Linked DNA regions of Strix aluco: region 1 is linked to region 2. Evidence: chromatin contacts called from public Hi-C data. All regions are on one chromosome and are shown on one strand. Each heading gives the region's core, a stretch centred on a gene start, on an enhancer-like site or on the middle of the called end of the contact. The rest is flanking DNA. Distances are from core to core; before and after follow the strand shown.

Region 1 (3,667 bases), core at 505-3,004, 140 kb after region 2:
CAGAGAGGGGTCCACCTCTACTTCCTCCAAAACGTGGGGCTCCAAACCTAGAGAAGAAGATCATACCTTAATCTAAGAAAGACATTTTGGTGCTGCTCTTATACAACTTAACTGCTATATTTGTGGTCCATCCTGTAACTTTACAATTCAGATTTATAAACCCCACCTGCAGGATACCAAAACTTAAAAAAACATACTGAAGTTGCAGATGCCACAATCTGCCTAGTTACAATTCATATTCAGAGGCTGAGGTAACACATATCTCTGCGGTTTCCTTAAAATGAAATTGAAAGGCCTATTAACAAGTTACCACATAGGCGAAGGACATTAAAACCTTTGTACTACCTCATGATCAAAATGGTTTCCCACCCAAGTGACACTCCCACTGTGTGTCAGCCTGCAAAAAGTGAGCTGAGGCAGTTACAAAACCTTGGGGCAACTTTCCCATAAACCGTTTTCTTGTATCCCAAAAGAGAGACTTCTCTCAATAACGATGTTTTACGAGGCCATGCATTTTTACGTTAGTATTTTAGGTTCGCTCACTCCGTTCAGAAAAGGCTCATCTCGAAAGCCTGGCCCGGCAGCCCTGAGGCGCAGCTCGAAGCCACGCTAAGCCCTGCACTGAGGACCGCTAAACTGGATCCGAGCGTGGGGCTCTCTCCCCCGCCCCGATTGCTCCCCAATTTTGGCCGGGCAGGCGCTGGGAGCGATCCTTCCCAGCACAACACAGCGCTCCCAGAGGGGACCTGGCTGAGTGGCCGCTGCTTCCTGCCAGCGCTGTTTCCTTTGTCTCTCATTTCTGTCTACGCCACATTTTCCAGCCGCTGCCATTTTAGAGTCTGAGCTGGGCGGGGGGAGGAGGAGGAGGAACAAAGGCAGCAGCAGCAGCCGGCATTTTGATTTCCCCTCAGTCACCGCATGGCGGGGCCGGCCATTAACATCCGCTTACACAACACAAAGCGGGAGCCGGCCGGCTTCTGCCAGCAGCAGCTAGAGCCACCGTCCCTTGTGAGGGGGAAGGGAGGAAAAGGGAACCGCCCTACCGAGAGCTCCCCAAGGCTTCGGCACCGACGAAACGCCCGGCCAACCCACTGACCCACAAACCTCCAGCCAGCCCGCGCTCCCCGGCCCACCCCCAGTGACGGGGGGAGAAGGGAGAATCGAGCTCTGCGTGGGCCATCCGCACCCGGGGGTACGTCCCCGGAGAGCAGGGGGGCGAATCCATTTTCCCCGCAAAAAAAAAAAAAAACACCCACCCACCCGCGTCCCTCATAAGCCGTCACACACAAGCGGGGGCAGCGCTGAGGCGGACGGACCGAGCCCCTTCGCGGATCACACCGCCACCCACGCACAGCTGCCGCCCTTAAGGGCTCCTTAAAGCATTTCCCCTTCCCCGGCCTCCCCGCGCGAAGCTCCGGAGACCTCGAGACGGCAAGTGCTGCGGAGAAGGGCTCCAGGGCCCAACCCCCACGACTCGCCGCCATTTTAAACGGCTAAAAAAACAACCACCAGCACCCCGCAGTCAGTCTAAGAGTCCGGACGCTGGCGGCGGCTAGCGCCGGCCGGGCCCCCGGACTCACCCTCTATCCCTGTCGCTGGAATACCCGGGCATGGTGATGGTGGCGGTGGGCGAGACGATCCCGGTCACTTAAAGTGGGTGTCGAAGGAGAGGACAGGATACGACGCCGTCGGTGGGGGCCACTGAATGTAGAGCGCCCCTCCGCCCGGATGCCGGTTATATAAGGGGGCCGCGGGGGCTGCTGGGAACCGGCTGGTGACGCCAGCGCAGAGCCCGCCCCTCTGTTATGTAACGACCCAGCAGCCCCCTCCCCGCCCCCTCCCGTGGGGGCGTGGCCACGGCCCGGCCGACTGACCGGCTTCTGCGCTGGCGGCCGGAAGTTCCCCCCCTCCTTGGGGCGTGGCCTCCGCTGACGTCACGGTCCGCAGCGCCCCACCCGGAGCGCCGCTCCCCCCCCCCGTGAGGAGGGCGCGAGCGGCCGCGCCTGCGCAGAGCCGCCGGCAGCCGCGGCCTGGGGGCGCTGCTTCGGCCCTTGGCTGAGGCCTTTGCGCGCCGCCGATGGGTCTTGGCCTGACGGCAGCGGGGATTTCCCCCCTCCCAGCCCTTGGTCACTGCAGCTTGATGCCTTTCGGCCTCCCGGCTGGCCCAGAGAGCCGTTTGGCTCCCAGCTGTGGCGCAGGAGCCTCGGTGAGGCGGCGTGCTTCAGTCCTGGCTGGGGCCGGAGGGCAGCTGGTGGAGCAGAGGGACCCCAGCTGCCCGCAGTGGCGTTCCCTGAGCTCAAAGCCTCACAGATACAGTCACATAAACTGTTTGTGGAAAGCCTCCTGCAAGTGATCTAACAGGTGAAACCCAGGCTTAAGCGGAGTTGCCACGTTTTAACTAGTAACTGATACCTGAAGGAAGGGTAGGTGCAGCCACGCACCTCCCGCGATCTTCGAGAGACTCGAGTCAGGTACACAGATCCTCACAACAGGTTGGACACAATCGTAATAGCAGATAGATTATTAAATGCTACTTTGAGCAGTGCTTTTAGACTGCTACCCATTGCCCTTTATAAATATTAAATACATGTGATTGGAAACAGTTACTATTTTTATCTTTCCAAATTCCACACCAGGACTAGTAAAGCAATTCAAAGGTCACAAGAAGTGCACCAGTGCACTAAAGGACGGGGCTGTTTAGAAAGTGCATGTATCATGAACATCAAATAGCTGAAGCGGATACTGTGTTGCTTATCTGCCCTGCTTTGCTAGCCTGAGGAATAACTTGAATGTCTTGCTACCCGAGGCTTAAAGCACACAAAAGAAAAGGTGAAGCTTGAAGCATAAATGCAATCAACCATATTGCCAGACCACCTGTTTCAAGCAGTGGTGAATGCAAATGAAAACAACATAAGGAAGAAGTGCTGTAATAACACTCTCTGTTTATATCCTCCCACCTTCTAGCAATCCATGCTTTAAGGCTTTTCTGAGACAAAAATAACTGTATTTTATGGCCATTTCTTCACATTTTTGTTCTATTTATACTCTTAGCTCTTAAGACACCATGACAATGTCTTTCACAGTTTAATCATACACTACCTGAAAAACATTTCCTTTCATTTTCAACACATTGCCTGCTAAGAACAAGGGGCACGAATGAGTTATTAGAAATGGTGAGTAATAAATTTCTATTTATTTATACCCTTTGTGGACATTAATATCTTCTAAGTCACCTCCTTTGTAAACCAAAGCTACAGTCTATCTAATCCTCTCCTTTAAAAGCAAATCCACACTTCTGATTATCCTTGCCATTTTCTCTTTATTAACAAGGATTCAGGATTTGAGCCCCATACAGATTTACATAATGAAGGCACAAAGACGCTTTTGATTTGTTATGTATTGTTTCCTAATCTTTGTCCTTTTTTTTTGATTGTTGCTAAGAACGGAGCAAGGTTTTTCAAAGAATACTACTAGACGTTTCCATGATCTCTTCCTCAAACTAACACCTAAATTAGGCTTTTATTTGTTTGTGAATAGCCACAGCTGTTCCCGCTCAGCAATTTGGAATACCACCTCCATCACTCACTTTTTTATTGTTTTGTTCTTTCAGTAGCACTTCAATTTGACTAGGTTTCTTAATCCTGCAAATTGCCTGCAAATATCCCCT
Region 2 (3,593 bases), core at 589-3,088:
GAGAAAAAAAGGGGCTGAATTCTACCGGGGCCCAAGTCTAGGTTTTTGTGACTATGCAAGTAAAATTATACAAAATTTAGTAATAATCTGTTGATTCAAAGAGTACTTTTAGTATTTAAAAATACTTCTTAGTATCCTCATTGAGTACTATTCTTAAAACTTCATAAGTTGCAAATCAGTGTTTTCCTTGCAAAATCTGAACTGCAAACCTGTCAGGACCCTGAAGATATCTCAGTCCAACCTTATAGTCCAGACCAAGGCAAAGATATTAACACTCTACAGTAAAGATTTTAAAGCAATTTTTGTTGACCACCTCTGTTTAATTTTTTCCAGTTTCCTAATGAAGGAACAACACTAGGTATGTTACACAACTTCACTACTACATGTGTTTACTTTTAAAGAAGGGGAATGGAGCTATTATATCCGAGGTAAAAAAGCCTTCAGCTTTGCTTAACCTGAACTATAACCCCATATATTACACCAGCATTTTCAGGTAACAATGAACAATCCATCAAACAACATAACCTAAAACTTTCCTCTGTCACACTCAGTATAATGGCAACAGTAAATGCCAGCTGGCCTTTTCATTGTTTCCGGATCCTGAGAATTTACAAAGAAGAGCACCTTTCAGAACTGAAATTTTGAATACTTAGTTTTCCATCTCAGTAGACAGTATACACAGAGTAGACAGCACCCATTTTAAAGTACACTGTTTAAAATTATTACCTCCGTACAAATAATCTGCTCAGCATTCCATCTGCTTTGCACCAGTTTCACTATTCCCTGTGCTTTTATTGCCCCACGCAACACTTTATAACCAACCTCTTAAGGGGTTGTGTAGAGCAGTGACTTGTGCACTTTGACTTTCACCTTTGAATTTAGAACTGTAGTCTCTTTTGGATACCAACCTACTACATGTACACTTAGTGCACATTGCTATCTTTGCTCTGGAAAGAGAATGATCAAAATGCCATAAGACGGTATACAGGGCATGTAGTTAGTCATGGGTATTCGGATATCAACACACACACACTGGGGTTTTATCAGAAAGAAAACAAGCCTCCTCACTTATGATGTTATGAAGGGACAGAACAAAGATCCAGCATGTTTCATTAATTCCTCTAAACACCTACATAGTTTCAGCTTCCAAAGTTTCTTTGTCCTACTTTTATCAACCGCTTTCTGGGAAGTTAACTGTTCTCTATTTCGAGGATTACTGCATACGCTCCATGTTCGGGTACGGTGTTCCGTGGAACACGGAGGCAGGCACGCAGCCGTCCGGCCGGACCGGGGTGGCACACCGCAGCCCCTCACCCCGGCGCACCCCGGGGGGCACCCGGCACTAACGGCAGGAAAACGGGCAGCGTTCGGCTTCGCAAACACCGCCCATGCGGCGGGCTGCGCGCACCGACGGCAAACTTTCGGCAAAGCCCCGGCAAGAGCCCACCGGGCCGTTCGTGCGTCCCCCCCCCCCCCCCGGCTCCGCTCTCCGCGGGCGGGGGGGCCCGGCCTGCACGGGGCGAGGCCTCCCCTGGCCCTCGCCGGCTCGGCCGTCCCCGCACCCCGAGCGAGCCGTGCCCACCTCCCCCGCCGCGGCCGGGCCGGCGGCTGCACCGCTGAGTGCCCTCCCCGCCGGCCCGCAGCCCCCCCAGGCCCAGCGGGCAGGCTCAGCCCGGGCCGCGCCTCGCTTACCCCGGGCCTCGGCGAGAGCAGCGCCAGCAGCGCGCCCAGGCGGAGGAAGAGAAGGAGAAGGGGGGGGCGGCGCGGCTCCATGGCTGCCACCCGCGGGGGCGCGCAGCGGCTCCCCCCGCGCGGCGCTGCCTGCGGCCGCAGCGTGTCCGGCGCTCCCCGCGCGGCGGGGCGGGGCGCGGCGGGGCCGCCCGCGGTGACGTCGGTGGCCCGACCCGGGCGGCCCCGTCCCCCCACAGGTACTGCCCGCCCGCCCCCCCCCCGGCGGTGCCTTCGGGCTCCCCCGCGGCGCCCGGGGGAGGGGGGAGCTGCGGCCAGCGAGGCCTCGCGGCTCCGTTCCGCTGCCGGAGCCTCCCCGTTTGTGCTTAGCCCCGACCAAACTGCCGCCGGCCCGGGGGGAGCCCGGCCAAGAGCCACATTTGAAACGGCGGGGGGTGCAAGGACAGCTGCTGTTTGTTTGGGGGTTTTAAAACACCTTGTGGGTAAGTTCAGGCTTGACGAATTGCCGCCCTCCCCCAGCACCGCCCCGCCCGGTACAATTTCCCTGTTGATTTTTCGCTTTCAAAGCAGATCGGGTCAAATTTATTTGGCATAGCTCCTGTTTTGACAAAGTCACTGTTGACCCTGGTGTGCCTTGCAATGCCTTAAATAAATGTAAAAACAAAAGAACATGCCTCTCTGAACCAAAAATCAGGTCCAAACTCCTCTGAACTGATAAAAATACACACAAAATTACTGAACCAAATCGAAGAAGCTTTTAGAAACGAGAGTAAATTTACACTGTTTAGCAAAGGCTTAGCTTTCAGGTGCCTATTTATATAACAAAGCCACTTTGTCCTTGCTACATATTGTTTGCTTTTTAATACTGATACCACTAATGGAGCTGCAGAGCACACTGAGTGCTAAATATGCAGTCTGCACATAACAGATCAGCTCTGGCAGCTCCCTCTTAATGTGTGCCTTTGATTATACAGGCAGGAGGCATAATTAATGATCTAACCTGCAAGTCTGAATACATAAAAACATCCTGGAGCAACAAACCACACTGAGATTTCAGTTCTCCGGTACTGACAGATGGGTTTCTTTAGGGGGGACTTGGATTTGAAGCATTTGAGAACAAGCAGACCATCTAACACGCTGCATTACACGTGCCATGGTAACAGCACGGACGAGGAGCACATCTAGACCTCTACCACACGACAGAAAGTCCTCACAGCCATACACAACGGCGGTCAACGCGGGCAGTTGTGCCTCCGTGAAAAGCACACGCGATGTTGTACAAGATCCGGGCCTGCAGTGTTAGTGCTTTCGCTCTGCTGCCTCCGCTCAGCTCCCGGCTTCGGGTTCGGCAGGTACCGCAGGATGGCAGCATTTCCCTTCCCATCGGCCTCCATCTTCCCCGGGAAAAAACCCCTCGTAGCTGCCGGCCCGCCCTCAAGTCTGAAAATTGTCTGGCGAGTGTTTGGGTACCATTACCTCTTAAGCTGAATTTCACGCCGTGCTACGTTAAGGAAGTTTTTCAGTTTCGCAAACACTGCGTATGCCACCACCGGATTGTAGTTATTTAACACGAGTGCCTCCCAACGGCCTCGCAGGAGGTAGGAAAAACGTCAAAACCAAGGGCTGAGGCGGGAGGAGGCCACCCGGGGCGGGAAGACGAGCGTCACCCTGCGCCCTCCCGCTCCCCTCGCACCTCTCCTCAGAAACTGAGGAACCACCTCTGAGGTGGGCAGCTCTGAGGTCCGAGCGGGGCCTAAGCTTTTACATTTTTAATATTAAGCCCTATTTTTTAACAACAACAAAGCGCTAGAGCAAACTACTAAAGAAAAGAGTACTGTTTCTGAAAAGGCGAATAAAACTACCGGGGAGGGGCCAGGTTCGCCAGGCTCCCTCAGGCTCCTCCC

Evidence for each region. Hi-C and Micro-C count contacts between places; a contact is called where the count stands out from the background.
Region 1: a contact with region 2 is called in a Hi-C map of brain, with 4 times the contacts expected there. The contact joins the promoter of DDX5 here to the promoter of ERN1 in region 2. A contact is called at or near these places in 2 of 2 Hi-C or Micro-C datasets (brain and heart).

The regions. Positions count from the first base shown.
Region 1 is chr21:10,815,790-10,819,456 of bStrAlu1.hap1, forward strand. It overlaps DDX5 (DEAD-box helicase 5), which reads right to left and starts at 1,755. Exons shown (of 13, transcript XM_074847805.1): 1 at 1,605-1,755; 2 at 1-47. The coding sequence starts at 1,612.
Region 2 is chr21:10,672,364-10,675,956 of bStrAlu1.hap1, forward strand. It overlaps ERN1 (endoplasmic reticulum to nucleus signaling 1), which reads right to left and starts at 1,839. Exons shown (of 22, transcript XM_074847668.1): 1 at 1,693-1,839. The coding sequence starts at 1,773. It overlaps LOC141933222 (a long non-coding RNA gene), which reads left to right and starts at 3,160. Exons shown (of 2, transcript XR_012626040.1): 1 at 3,160-3,287.